Linked DNA regions of Mus musculus: regions 2 and 3 are each linked to region 1. Evidence: chromatin contacts called from public promoter capture Hi-C data. All regions are on one chromosome and are shown on one strand. Each heading gives the region's core, a stretch centred on a gene start, on an enhancer-like site or on the middle of the called end of the contact. The rest is flanking DNA. Distances are from core to core; before and after follow the strand shown. Region 1 holds the start of Ap1s1 (adaptor protein complex AP-1, sigma 1). Region 2 holds the start of Nyap1 (neuronal tyrosine-phosphorylated phosphoinositide 3-kinase adaptor 1). Region 3 holds the start of Tfr2 (transferrin receptor 2).

Region 1 (4,790 bases), core at 623-3,122:
AAAAATCCGAGTTCCTTAAATCCAAACCTCTTCACTAAAGACAGAAGGACAAACAGGGGAGTAGAGAAATGGAGAGAGAGAAAGCTCTAAAACTCCTGCTACAATTTAAATTCTTTTTACAGTCACATTTACCTATGCTTTAAACTGTTCGGTTTCAATTTCACCACACGCTGGTTTTTTGGTTTTTTTTGTTTTTTGTTTGTTTGTTTGTTTTTTTTGTTTCTTTGGCTTTTCGAGACAGGATTTCTCTGTGTAGCCCTGGCTGTCCTGGAACTCACTCTGTAGACCAGGCTGGCCTCGAACTCAGAAATCCACCTGCCTCTGCCTCCTGAGTGCTGGGATTAAAGGAGTGCATCACCAATGCCCAGCTCCCACTGCTCTCTTTACATAGCCTAGTCTGGCCTTGAACCCTCTTGACCAGTCCTCTTGCCTCTGCCTCCCCAGGGACCAGATTACAGGCATGTGCACAATAATGCCTGGCTAAATTGTTTTGTTGCTCAACGATTTTTTTTTTTGACATTGTGTCTCAGTCCATAAAATGAACTAGCTATGTAGTCAAGAGTCATTTTGAACTCTTGATCTTAGTACATCTGCTTGTACCTTCCAAATAATCACATAATAGGTGTATACCAGCACATCCAGTTTGGTACACACACACACACACACACACACACACACACACACACACACACACACACACATATTCCTCCATAGCCCCAAAACTGGTCATGACCTCTTGCTCTTCCTGCCTCAGCCTCTGCAGGGCTGGGATTGTGACTTGCCTCACCACACCCAGTTCTGGAATCCCACTCTTGCTTGCTTGACAGAGCCACACTGTGTAGTCTAGGCTGGCTGTAGCCTTCTGGCTATGGGGATTACACCACACCCCTTTAATACTATAAGATTCTCTTCATTTCTTCCCCTTTCTCCTTAATTTACAATTTCCTCCCATTCTTTATATTCCTGTTACAGTATTCCCATTTTCAACAATTTTTTTATCCCTGATTTTTATCCCTGGTTTAGTTTTTTTTTAAGATTACATTTTACAAGTGTATTTTGTGTTGCCTGTGACCATGTCTGTCTGTCTGTGTGTGTGTGTATATATGTGTGTGTGTGTGTGTGTGTGTGTGTGGTGTATACAAGCTAGGGTGCTTGCTTATACAGAGGTCAGAGGACAATTTGCAGGAGTCAGTTCTTTCTTTCCACCTTGTGGGTTTGGGGAAACATCTTTACAATCCGAACCATCATATCTGCACTGTTTTGTGTCACTTTTGTTGTTGTTGTTGTTGTTGGAGACAGGCTCTCTGTGGCCTTGGGTGGTCAAGACCGTGCCATGTAGCTGCAGCTGAACTCCTGTCTCTGCCTTCCAAGTGTAGAGATCACAGGATACACCACCACACCTGCCTTGTTTGCTTTGGGGACAGGATCTTGCTTGCTCTGGAACCCTGAGCTGTCCTTGAACTCTTTATTCTCCTAGCCTACCGGTCTCTATTTCCCTCATCCTGCCCATCACCACCCTCTGACTGATGTTTTCCACATCATTCCTCCCAACTTCTTCATCAGCTCCAAAGATCGTGCATACACCTCTCACCCTTTTCCCGCCTTTTTCCCCCACAAATGCTCCAAAGCTCGAAGTCCTCATTGTCCTCTACCCCCTCCCTTCCCATCCTCCAATCAACCCACCAAGACAGCCCTGTTACCATGACGACCAGGCTTTTGCAAAACTGAAGTCAAGGACCTGGTTGCCATGGTTTCCGCTTCTCCGCCTCCAGCCCCGCCTGCGCGCCGGATGAGATGGGGGTGGGTCGCTGCAGCGTTGGCGCCTGCGCAATGCGTCCGTGCTTGGAGCCGGCGAGGCCTTGGGGCGGGGCTTCAAGCGGAGAGGGAGGGAAAAGAAAAGAATCCGACTGGGAGTGGAGCTGGCTTCTACGGTGGCCGGAGAGGGACGCACCGGGCTGGAGGCTGCAGGATGGTAGGCTGTGAGGAGAGGGAGGGGACGGGGACCCGAGGGGCGTGGGCTGTACCTGCAGGGGTCCGGAGGGGGGCTGCCCTTTGTGGGAGTCGCCCTGTCTTCCCTGTGGTCCGCAAAGGATCCACTTCCTGGAGCTGCTGGAGAGAGCTGACCTCGGAAGCTGGAAATGGCACTAGGGACAGGGGTTGGGAGGAGTCTTGCTGGTTAGGAGAGAGGGGACTAGAGCTGAATGGTGGCGGGACTGTCCCGAGCCTGGAGAAGCGCTCGGGACTCTGGGAATCTTTAAGACCCTCCCAGGCACTGCCGCAGGGAAGGCACGAGGTTGGGGCGCCGGGGTCACTCGGGATGGTTGCAGGTCGCCGAAACCCCTTCCCTTGAGGCCCACACTGGAGCATGGCCCATGGAGAGCTCGGTGTGGGAGGGAACAGTTTCCGGGTCTCTGGAGTGAACCTCCTGTCTCGCTTCCTTGACAGCTCACCCGGAGTTCTGGCTCAGGTGGGCTCTAGGGTTTGCCGTCGGGGACCTAGGCTCTGGAAGACTCCCTACTTTGGCAATCCCAGCTCTCCACCCTCTCCGGGGCATTTTCTTTTCCGGAACCCAGGCCTTCCTGCTGTAGCTGTCACCTCCTTTTCTTAACTACACAGGACTCCCTCAGTTCTTCACCTTCCCTATCCCCCCCACCAACAGTACTTACTTCTAGCTTCTGGGGTGTTGTTTTCTTTTAACTTAACCTGCTAAACTGGAAGTGTGGGACACACACAGATATCCCAACCCGGGCCATGTTCTCAGAGCTGTTTGCTGGGAATTGAGTTCAGGATATGGAATGAGGAACCTCTGCAACTGGTAATAAAACTAGGGCCATGCGGGAAGCAGTGAGGACTCTGCTTGCTAGTTATTCCACAGACATTCCCTAGGAGAGCCCTCCAGGGTGACTATGCCCCTGTCTGAGGGACCCAGTGATCAGTCACCTGATGTCTCAGAAGAAAGGTCAGGCCTTAGAGTGCACACCTGTAACCTGGTACTCAGAGGTAAGAAAAAGGGAGATCAGAAAACCAAGGGCAGCCTTCGCTACTTAGGGAATTGAGATCAGCCTGTGCTACATGAAACATTGTCTCACAAAAGAAAGACAGAAAAGAGGGCCAGAGAGACGGCTCAGCTTGTCCGGGTGGCTGATAACCTGAGGTCATTCCCAGGAGCCATGTGGTGGAAGGAGGGGACTGACTCCTCCTCTGACCTCTGCATGTAAGTGATGGCACGTGGGTGCCCCACACATACGTGTAAAAGAATATAAAAGAACGCTTTAAAGAAACTGGAAGCCGAGCGTGGTGGCACACACCTTTAATCCCAGGACTAGGGAGGCAGAGGCAGGCAGATCTCTGAGTTCGAGGCCAGCCTGGTCTACAAAGTGAGTTCCAGGACAGCCAGGGCTACACAGAGAAACCTTGTCTAAAAAAAAAAAAAGCTGGGAAGAGAGGCAGTATGTGGAACTAAATGTGTGGATGGTGGAGAAAAATGGAGGGTAAAATCTGAATATTTCTGCCAAGCACAGTTCTATTTATATACACTACTCAGGGAAGAGTATCGACAGGTATGGGACTGACGAGAGGCCATATTGAGTCAGAGGCATCTGAAGGTTTATGGCAGGATCGGGTAGGGCGTCTGTGAGACATGGCGTCTAGAAGAACACACAGAGAACTGTTGTCTGTTGGCCTCAGCTTATCATGAGGCTAGGCATCTTCTCCATGGAAAACAGGGTTAGGAAACAGAAGGTCAGGGGAAAATAGCAGCACCTAGCATGTTACAAGTCCTACTGTGTGTCAGGCACCCTCATAAATGAACAAACCCACTATGTAGACACATGCGCACATACACAGAATTAAAACTAATAAAAATGTGCTGGAGAGATGGCTCAGTAGTTAAGAGCATGCGTTGCTCTTGCAGAGGTCCTGAGTCTGATTCCCATCACCCACATGGTGGCTCACAACCATCTATAACTCCGGTTACGGAGGACTCAACAGGCGTGCATGTGTCACACATACATGTGGGCACATAAATATCATACACATAACGTAAATCTTTAATGATAATAACAAATCTTAAAAGACCTCCAGAAGAAAGTATTATTTCTATCCTGCGGATAAAGAAATGGAGCTTTAAAGACTGCTTAATCCTTTTCAAAACCAATCAGACTGCTCAGTGGGTAAAGGCCCCTGTGGCCGAGCCTGACTGACGAGCTGAATTTGATCCCTGGAGCTCACACAGTAGAAGCAGAGAACCAGCTCCCCAAAGTTGTCCTCTGACCTATACACACACACACACAAATAAGTGTAATAAAATGTTTTTACATTTAGTTTACCATATGTGTGTGGGTGGGTGCTTGCTCCATTATGATCGTGGAGAGAGGACAGCTCGTGGGAGTCCGTTCTCTCCTGTAATGTGGGTCATGGGTATTGAGCATGGGTCATCGGGCTTGGTAACTGATTTAGCTATCTTGCTAGCCTAGTATACATTAATTTGCCTGAGGCTGTACTCGAGCTAGTAGAGCCAGTATTTGAACCCAAATCACAGGCATAAGATTCTTTGACTTTCCCCCAGGAAAAAAAAACGATCCTCCTTGTGGGGACACCCAGCATTGACAGCGAGGACAGGGGTTTTCAAGAAGGTATCAAGGAACAGTGGGGGAGTCTGGGGCTGTATGTTTGTGGAGGAAAAGAGGCTCCAACCCCCTTCTCTGCCCTTCATCTCTTGTCCTTCCTCCCTTGCAGATGCGATTCATGCTACTGTTCAGCCGGCAGGGAAAACTTCGGCTACAAAAATG
Region 2 (4,790 bases), core at 615-3,114, 700 kb before region 1:
GCCTGAGGAGGCCAGGCATCTAATCCTCTGAAGCTGGAATTACAGGGAGTTGTGAGCCACTCAGTGTGGGCGCTGGGAGCTGAACTGTAGTCTTCCACAAAAGTAGTATGTGCTGCCGAGCAGCTCCCTAGTCCCTCGGACCACATTCTAAGGTTAGGTAAATGTTGAGACAGACAGAGACAGACAAAGAGACAGAGGCGCAGAGACAGATGTAGATGGATGACACACCATCTTTTTTTTTTTTTTTTCGAGACAGGGTTTCTCTGTGCAGCCCTGACTGTCCTGGAACTCACTCTGTAGACCAGGCTGGCCTTAAACTCAGAAATCTGCCTTGCTTCCCAAATGCTGGGATTAAAGGCGTGCGCCACCACACCCGGCTGACACACATCTTTAATCCCAGTACTCCGATGGCAGAGACAGGAGGATCTCTGAGTTGTAGGCTAGCCTAGTCTTCAGAGTGTGTTCTAGGACAGCCTGGGCTACACAGAGAAACCTTGTCTGAAAATTTTTAAAAAGCCACAGTCTTGCTCGTCTTGTCTGTCATATTTTCGCCATAGTAAAAATGGCTGTAGTAGCTGCAGTCAGGAAACAAGCTTCCCACGTACCCTTACTCCTCCAAACTGGATCCCTATATAGGCTGCTGGTTTACAAAGTGCTTACAACCCTCTTCCTTCCTAAGGTCTTTATTTATAGTCGCATGTAGGCCACGGTCGGCTTTGAACTTGTGTAGCAGAGGATGACCTTGAACTGAAGCGCCTCTTGATTCTACCTGAGGAATGCTGGGATCACAGGTGTGTGCCGCAGCGTGTCAAGCCTCAGTAAGGTTAATCGAGGCAAGTGTGAAATGAGACATGGCTCAGACAAGCAGTGGGATGTGCTTGGGGCCACACAACACACCTGCATAGATTTTGCCGCATTGAAAAGCGTCCACAGGTACCAGGGATTAGGATGTGCATATTTTGCAGGGGATATCTCCCCCCCCCCCCCCCCCCCCAGTCCTTGGCGGATACAGCAGAGGTCTTCTCGATGCTAATTTACCCAACCACAAAGCTATCCACGTAAGGAATTTGTCAGAGCTCTGATGAGAAAAGGTCAAAAGAGGGGAGGGGTGAGGTCACATCCCTAACCACTCCCAGGTGGTGCCCCTGGTGGTCTCCCGCACGGGCCAACCTGGTGCGCTCAGATCCTGGCGGGCGGCGCCCACGGAGTCAAAGGTTAGTAAGGAATGACTTGGAGCGCGGGGGCGGACGCGCGGAAGACTTTGAGCCCCACACGGTGGAACAAGGTCCGGGCGCCTGGGAGGCTGCAAGGGGAGGAGGCCCAGCACCGCCAGCCAATTCTCGTGCCCTCCCCGCACCTAGGGCGGGGTGGCAGGGTGGGGGCACGGCGGGGACTAAGCCAAGGGAGCACGCCCCCTGCTGAGCAGATGCGCTGATCTCCAGGCAGGCGACTCGGAGTCCCTCTGCCCGCCTCACCGCTTGGTAGCACCCAGGGGCCGCAGCCGCAGCCTCCCACCCGGGAGCACTAAGGCGCACCGGGTTCGCGGGTGGGTGCGACCTCCAGGCTTCCGCTGGGGGGCGCCGCTGAGCACCCCGCTCCGCTTAGGGCTTGGGAGACCCAACCCAGCACAACACGGCTGAGTAGGGGGCGCGGGTCGGCGAGAACCAGACGCCCGAAAGCTGCGGAGCGGAACTCCCACACCCCAAGACCATCCTCTCAAGATCCCCTGTACGCTCCGCAGTCCTTGCACCCTCCACCCTAACCTCCTGGTGCAGCGCCGCACCGCCGTTCCCGCTCTGCCCTTGGAGGGTGTGGAAGGGTGGGTTTGGGGCCGGGGGCGGGTCTGGGGGCGGACCCGGAGGCGGGGCTGTCTCTGCGGCAGGGCCCAGTTCGGCTCCCCCAGTCTCTCTCTGTCTCTCCTCCTCCCTCCTCCTGCTCCGGGCGGAGCCCGGCATGGGGGGGCCGGCGCCCGGCAGGCCAGGTACGGTGATGTAGAAACTGGGGAGGCTTCATGCGGGGAGGTGGTGATGGGGGGACTACGGGTAGGGAGGAATTGGCGGGGCGAGAGGCGGAGACACCCAGGGTAGCAGGACAAGGGGAAGAGGAGGGGGTGCCCCGGGAACCTGGGGCCCTTGGATGGAAAAGGGGGGGGGGGTTAAAGCAGGCCAGGTTTGGAACAAACTGGGGAAGGAGGAGGACGGCTGTGAGGAGGGGCTCCAGGGAGGAGACGTGAAGCTGAAGGCGAAAGGGAGAGAGTGTGTTTGGGGGAAGGGACGCAAAGCGCAGGTATGGAGGCCGAAGCCCAGAAGGTTGCTATGGGGCCAGACTGGAGACCCCCGCCAGGGTGGGATTCAAGGGCGGGACTACTAGGGGGGAGCCGGGGGTTCTCCCAAATCCTGGAGCAGACAGAAGGTAGATTGATTTGGGCTATCAGCAAGAGGAGGGAGGCAGAAACCATTGCTGAGGGACCAGGGAGCTGGAATAGAGGTGGACGGAGGTCCAGGCCCAGGATTGGAAAAGCGGGGACTCCGGAGAGTGAAGGTAGATGGATGGATGGGATTTCAGTTGCCCAACTCAGTATCACCATCCTTCCTTCAGCATCCCCACCCTGCCCTGATGAACCCCCCACTAAGCCTCAGGGCCTAAAAGAGGGTAGGAAGCCTAACTCCCCCCCCCCCCAAGCTGGGTGCAATGTACGCAAGTAGGCCCTGAGCACAACTTGTCTGTAGGTGTGGCCAATTCCATAGCAGATTTGTGTGCTAGAGGTCTGTGTGTATCTATCAGTGGGTGTGTCTGTGGGTGTTTATGTCTGTGTGTGTTGTTCCTGGGTTTGTGTTTACCTGTGCCCCTTTATGTCTGTCCCTATTTGTAGATATGTCTGTGGCCTGTGGTGTGTCTAAATATGCTGTGTCCCTACAGAGTTGCTGTATGCTTGTGAGGTCTGTCTGTCTGTGGTGGTTCGGGATATATTTACACAGAATGGGAATCTGTGCCAACCTGATCGCTCAGTGTCTGTGGCTCCAAACACCTTTGTCAGGGTGTGTGATTCTGGACACACACACTTCTATGGCTGCCTGTCTGGGAGGGGTTCCCTAAACTGTATGGGATATTCTGTGCCTGTGTTTTCCTTTTCTGAAGACCCAAATCACGTCTCTGCTCCTTTTTCTCTTTCATTCCTCCCTCCCCAACCATATCTTCTTTTTTCTCTCCACCTGTTCCCTTTATCAAGTGGATCCGGGACCCAGGGAGGGCCGCCCCCCGGGCCTGGTGGCATTAAGCAGGGCCCCTCAGCCCCCACCTCTTGCCCCACGACATGAACCTTCTCTACCGAAAAACCAAGCTGGAGTGGAGACAGCACAAAGAAGAGGAGGCCAAACGGAGGTAAGGCTGGGCCCTCCGACTGTCCCACCCACCGCCTGTTGCACCAGACCTCCCCCTTTTGCTTAGCCACAGCCCTTCTCGGGGGCCCACCAGCTTTGTCATCAAAGAGTTTTTTTTTCCCCAGATTTTCTATTCAGCATAGAATGGGCTGCACATGCACTTGCTTGGTCCCAGCCCTGTTCCTGGCTTCTTGGGAGAGGATTTAGCCAGGGGAACGACTTCCAGCTTAAAGAACCTTAGTGGCTTGCTCCCATGCCTAAAGGGCCCAAGTCCCTCCTTCCTGACTCTCTTTTTTTCTGTTATTTTGAGACTGGCTGCTGGCTTTCCCTTGTCACCTGACCTTGGAAAGGGCAGGCAGGCCCTACCATCCTCGTGGGGTCCAGAGAAAGGGTCATTTTAGGGACCTCAAAGAGCACTCAATGTAATCCCCTACCAGTCAGGGTCCTGTTGGAAGGAGGGTACGACTAAATGACAGGTGTGTGTATGTGTGTGTGTGTGTGTGTGTGTGTGTGTAAGGATTTTTAGGCTAAGTACTGCAGAAGAGTCAGGTGGAGACCCCGTGCCCACCCTCATTCTTGCATCTCCACCAGCCCTTTCTTCTGACCTCTGAGGAACCCAGGCTGCTTCCTCTGGCTCCTTTCCCTTTTGACTATACAGCTTCTTGGAGCCTGAGTCAGAAGCACCTCCCAGCCCTCTTCATCCCTCCTCACAACTGTGGAGTTTAATTCTTGCCGTTAATTAGATTAATCAGAGTGATCACTACAGTGATCTCTCCCTAATAAAGGGTTAGTAGACAGGGCCTTAATGAGAGCCCACCCCACAGCGGCGGCGTCTCCCAGCTTCCCTGCCAGCCACCCCCTTCACTCACCCAGAGGAGAACTCGGGGACAGAGAAAAGGGAATACAAGTGAGGTGAGGAAGCTGACAGAGAGAGGGCAGCAGAGAGAGAGAGAGAGGAAGAGAGAGAGAGAGAGAGAGAGAGAGAGGCTCTGATGATTCAGGCATCACACCCTGCCTCTGGGAGAAGAGGCCTGTGGTGTGACAGAGGCCATAGTACACTGTAGCTGGACATACAGAAAGGCCAGAGGCCAGCACAGGCGAGGAGCCACAGGGGCAGGTGTGTCTGCTTGTCTGTCGGGTGGCTGTTGCCTGGATTGCATCTTTTTGCACATAACGGGCTGTGTACTAGTTAGGTGGTCAGTCAGCACCAGACACACACACACACACACACGCACACGCACACACACACACACACACCATTTCTGATATCATATGCTGTCCTTCACCCCTACCTATTGCCTTGCTCTTCTTAAATCCAAAGAATCTACCTGCAAACCTTAGACCTTCAGATATCCCTAACCCAGGCTCCTATTCTCCTCCTCAGTGGGGAAGCACAGTTGTCCTACCCTT
Region 3 (4,790 bases), core at 1,651-4,150, 520 kb before region 1:
TCAAACAGAACAGTAAGGGGCTAGAGATGTAGCTCATCAGTCGAGTACCAGCACTCAAGGCTCTAGGTTCAAAGCCCACATCTGGGAGAAGGGCAGTGGGATGGCTCAGCAGGCAAATGGTGTTTAGTGTTAAGAATGAGGGCTTGAGTTCAATTCCTGGGACCCACATGGTAGATGGAGAAAACCAGCCACATTGCAAGCTGTCCTCTGACCATCACACATGCTCAGTGGCATCCAAACACCACACTCCAATAAAAACTAAATAACTAAAAAAAGAAACTCAAGCCGGGCGTGGTGGCACACACCTTTAATCCCAGCACTCGGAAGGCAGAGGCAGGTGGATTTCTGAGTTCGAGGCCAGCCTGGTCTACAAAGTGAGTTCCAGGACAGCCAGGGCTATACAGAGAAACCCTGTCTCAAAAAAAAAAAAAAAAAAAAAAAACTCAAAGAGAAAAAAAAATCATGTGGTCGACTCAGTACATGCTGAAAAAATATTAATTTTTTTTTCTCATACCCATTCTTCATTACCTGTTCGTTACATAACATAAAATTAAAATGTCATTTAACTTTACAAATTATTTCTGCTTTTGAGATGGGGATTCATACATCCTAGGCCAGCCTCCAATTTAATACATAGTCCAGGATGACCTCAAATTCCTAATCCTCCTGCGTGCTGGGATGACAGACACGTGCCACCAGGCCCTGGTCCCTTGTCTTCATCCACCCAGCTACCTATCTCCTAAATAAACCATCTGTGATGTCTTTGGCCTTTGGATACTGAGCTCCTGGTGTCTGCCATCCTTCCAAGGACCGCTGAGCAGGGAGGCCAGAGAGGCTCGTGGGAAGACCCAAGAAAGGACTTTGGGCAACACGTGAAGTGATGGGGCTCCTCCAGTCTGAGCTGATGACTGGACACTGGACCACGCAGCAGCCAGGCTGTGATCTTACCTGATGGTGTCTTCCATGCGCCCCTCCCCAAGGAACCGGAGAAACATGGCCTGGAGGTCGCTCCAGTACAACGTGGTCCGGCCGGAGTCCTCAGGGTTGACATCTTCATCGACCACCAACACGGAGTCCCCACACGCCTGGCAGGACCCTCGAAAGGCCACGTAGCCTAGGAGGAAGGCTGGCAGGTGGGAAGATGGGGTTCTCTTGTGCTCTCTTCTACTAGACCCCAGAAATGCCCCCAGCCCAGGAGGAGGGAGGGAAGACTCACCCCCAGTGAAGATTAGCAGGGTGATCAGGACCAGATAGGGGGCAGCCTTTCGACCTGCTGCAGCCCAGGGTATGGGAATTGACCTCCCGGGACAGGAGCCTAAGTGCTCAGGGCCTTTGAGTTCCATGGGGCAGAACTGGGCAGGAAGCTCCGCCCCTTCCTCCCTGTCTTCCTCCTCCAGGTGCTCCAGCTGAGGGCCTTCCACGCGTCTGTAGATGGTCTGAGAGGGTCTTGGGGACCACTGTTGCTGAGTGGAGGGGTGAGGTAGGCATGAGATTACGGGAGGGGGCCTAAGAGTTGGCTGAGGGTTAGGCAAGAATGGTGTCACTGACTCCGGCCAGGAGGAAGGGAGCTCTGGAGGCTGGAGAGGAGGGACCCAAGGAGGACCAGTGGGGCCAACCTTATGCATTAGGGAGTTGCCTAAGGGACACGAAGGAAGACCTAATGTGTGTAACCACAACTCCGCACCCCCGTGGTCTTACCACTCTCCGAAGTAGACCCCAACGTTGCTCCATGCTTGTGCCCCCTCCTGAACTCTGCAAGTAGTCCACACACACACACACAAAACCCCGATAAACCGTTTGTGGGAGCCCTAGAGGGCCCCTTATCAGCCCTGACAGGCAGCCTGAACCTAGGCCGTTTCTCATTCCCCATAAGGGTGGGGGCACAGTCTGGCCTCAGTCCAGCCTTCTAGACATTCCCCCTGGTTCATGCTAGACCGCAAGGGGCAGTGCCTTCTCTCACCAATCTTTCCACAAACCCCACTGTTGCGGGCAGACTGCAAAACAATCAATTTTTTTTTTTTTAAACCTCAGAGCAGACTTTGGCCAACTTGGTTCCCGTCACAGGTTGGGGGATGGGGGGGCTTAACGTGAGGGGGGAGGGGAGATATAGGTAAATCCCTCCTTTTCCCTGATTTCACTCTCTCAGGGTGTCCTTGGGGAAAGTCCCCAGCCCCCTTGGAAGTTTCACCATGAAAACGTCTGCCCCTTCCCACCTCTTGGGTCTGGTTGCTAGGTTTTCCCAGCACACAGCCTTCCAAATAACCCGTTAGCCGGTCTTCCTGCCCCAACCCCTGTCTCAGATTCCAAACAGCGGTATCTCAGTGGGGTGACTTGGTGGTTTAATCTGACCACAAAGCTGTCTGTCTGTCTGTCTGTCTGGAATCTGCTTGGTTGCTGGGGAGGAAGTGTTAGGAATGAGGTAAAGAGGTCAAAAGAAACCGACGAGTGGGTCTTGGAGTCAGGAAACTATGGGTTTCCACCTCACCGTTAGGGGGGCAGAAAAGGTCTTGGCCAAGCCACAGTCCTCCCCAGCACCCCTTGGATCACTAAAGGACTTAAGTGTTTCTCCTTCGGGGTCTACGACTCTAAAATTTTGATGAAGGGCCATAACCGCAGTTTACCCTCCAGTTTGAAATCCAAGCCGCGACGAAGACACCAGGACCTGCAGCTGTGAATGGGAAAGTTCAGGGTCCACCTCACCCTTACTTCTGGTCCAGGTTTCCCCTGGGAAACTGCGGGTCCTACCCAGGTCCAGAAAGATCTGAGAGGTAGGGGCTCACCAGTACCCCAGTCCCTGCCTCGTGCCTGTCAAAGCCGAGTCCTGAGTGGGAAGACACAGCAGCCAAGTTCAGCTCAGCAACAGGTCTCTGGGTTTCTTGGACCATGCTCCCAGGAGACTCAAAGCCTACTGAGGCCACACCCACTAGAGCACGCCCCCAGGCCCCGCCCCAGAGGACTCCGCCCCCGCACGTCCTTTTCTGGAGCAGCCCTGAACCAACAACCAGCTCAGTACAGACTCTTCCTGGTCCTTCCAGAGTCCTGACCCCACTAAAACCTAAGAAATTCGTGCCCCAGAGTAGCACGAATGTAGGTGTGTCTCTCTCTGGCATCTCACCAGATCCCCACGCCCCCATTCTCCCCCAAAGAAGTCAAACACTTGATTTTCATAAAAGTTCTTTTTTTTTTTTCTTCTTTCAACTCAGGAACATCACAGTCTAAGAAGATGTGGGTAAGAGAGAAGAGGGTAATGGGAAAGGGAGAGTTCAGCGCTTTTGGATTTCTGGCTGGTAGAACGCCCCTCTGGCGTTTCTCCGTGGATGGGGTGGACGGGTATTTGGGGGAGGGGGGCAACTTCAGGGGCACTTCCGCTCCACGCACTGCTTCCCTCCCTCCTCGTATTCCTGTTTGGAGATCCACATCTGCTGGAATGTGCCCTGAGAAAAGGGCAACATCAGCTGTCAGGCGTCACCCCACACCTCTCTACACCACCACACCTCGGCTTTCTACTTGCCTTCATGCATTTCTCACCTGTATCCTCCCCCCGCCCCCCCCCTTCCGGGAGATTTTAGGCTGCTCTACCACTGAGCCACGCCCCCAGCTCCTCCCTGGGGGATTCTAGGCAGAGGCTCTACCACTGAGCCACGCCCCCAGCTCCTCCCTGGGGGATTCTAGGCAGGGGGGGTCTACCACTGAGCCACGCCCCCAGCCCCTTACTTGAGATTAAACATGTTTTGTGCATGTGTGTTGTATTTGTGCCTGTGTTTGTGTGTGATGGTTGAGCTAACATGTACACACGGAGTACAAAGGGCAGGGTTTACCAAACCATACAGGTTTGTCACTCTGTAGAGAGGCTAGCCAGCCTTGAGCTTCTGGGGCTTCGCCTGTCTCCTCCCATTTTGTAAGAAGAGGCCTGGGATTACAGACAAATGTTCTCCTTACAAGTTGGGTTCTGCGGATCTGAACTTGGGTCCTCATGCCTTGTGCAGCAAGTGCTTTGCCTACTGAGCCATCTTTTCAGCCCTTGTATTTATTTGCCTTTTATTTTGGCAAAGGGTCTCAACCAATGGCCCAGGCTGACCTTGACCTTGTGATCTTACGGCCTCCACATCCAGAGTAGCTGGACATACACCTCCCACCCCAGCCAGCGCCACCATCACCGTTCTGACACCACCGGGCACCTCACTGCTACTCTCCCCTGCTGCTTTTTTCCGGGACCTTCCAACCGTCTTTTTTCATGGATAGCTGCTCAGCCCCCATGTGAAGGTTGGTGTCTCTGGCTCACAGAGCAGCCTTCCTGGGTGACCTCATTTGTCCCTGCCACTCTCCAATCTCTTGTTCCCGACTCAGATACCCAGCTGTGTCTTGGTTACTTCCTCCTGAATACCCTTGACCTTAAACTCCCTATGATCCCATAACTGACATCATCAGCTCCCAGCAGGCTTTGCCCAAACCTCATCTCTTTTGGTTTTCTCTCCTCCCCTCCCCTCCCCTCCCTTTCCCCTTCTCTCCCTCCCATTCCCCTCCTCTCCCTTCCTCTTCCCTTCTTTTTTCTTTCCCCCTTCCCCTTCTGTTCCCTTCCCACAGCTCCCCCTCTTTCTTTTAACAGGCTCACATGAAACACAGGTTGGCCATGAATTCTGGGTAGCTGAAAACATGAATCCCATCCCCCGAACCCACATCAAAAATCTGGGTGTGATAGTATGCACTTGGATCCCCAGCTCCAGAGAGATAAACACATCCCTGGGGCTCGCAGGCTCTGCCTTAGCCTCCTCTGCACAGTCCCCTTGATC

The links. Promoter capture Hi-C pulls out the DNA fragments that hold promoters and counts their contacts.
Region 2: a promoter capture Hi-C map of second pharyngeal arch cranial neural crest shows a contact between it and region 1. The contact joins the promoter of Nyap1 here to the promoter of Ap1s1 in region 1. A contact is called at or near these places in 7 of 39 promoter capture datasets (the C10 cell line, cranial neural crest, liver and 3 more), 3 of 484 Hi-C or Micro-C datasets (all in embryonic stem cells), 2 of 115 datasets of contacts at active chromatin or transcription factors (bone marrow-derived macrophages and pancreatic cancer cells) and 1 of 9 other capture datasets (liver).
Region 3: a contact with region 1 is called in a promoter capture Hi-C map of embryonic stem cells. The contact joins the promoter of Tfr2 here to the promoter of Ap1s1 in region 1. A contact is called at or near these places in 6 of 39 promoter capture datasets (cranial neural crest, embryonic stem cells, frontonasal cranial neural crest and 3 more), 1 of 484 Hi-C or Micro-C datasets (embryonic stem cells) and 1 of 115 datasets of contacts at active chromatin or transcription factors (embryonic limb bud).

Annotation. Positions count from the first base shown.
Region 1 is chr5:137,043,190-137,047,979 of GRCm38.p6, reverse strand. It overlaps Ap1s1 (adaptor protein complex AP-1, sigma 1), which reads left to right and starts at 1,872. Exons shown (of 5, transcript NM_007457.3): 1 at 1,872-1,972; 2 at 4,738-4,790. The coding sequence starts at 1,970.
Region 2 is chr5:137,738,242-137,743,031 of GRCm38.p6, reverse strand. Nyap1 (neuronal tyrosine-phosphorylated phosphoinositide 3-kinase adaptor 1) reads left to right here and starts at 1,864. Exons shown (of 7, transcript NM_001347505.1): 1 at 1,864-1,981; 2 at 3,230-3,381. The coding sequence starts at 3,314.
Region 3 is chr5:137,567,950-137,572,739 of GRCm38.p6, reverse strand. Tfr2 (transferrin receptor 2) reads right to left here and starts at 2,900. Exons shown (of 20, transcript NM_015799.4): 1 at 2,806-2,900; 2 at 2,622-2,668; 3 at 1,699-1,752; 4 at 1,217-1,463; 5 at 949-1,126. The coding sequence starts at 1,731. It overlaps Actl6b (actin-like 6B), which reads right to left. Exons shown (of 14, transcript NM_031404.5): 14 at 3,160-3,434. The coding sequence ends at 3,354.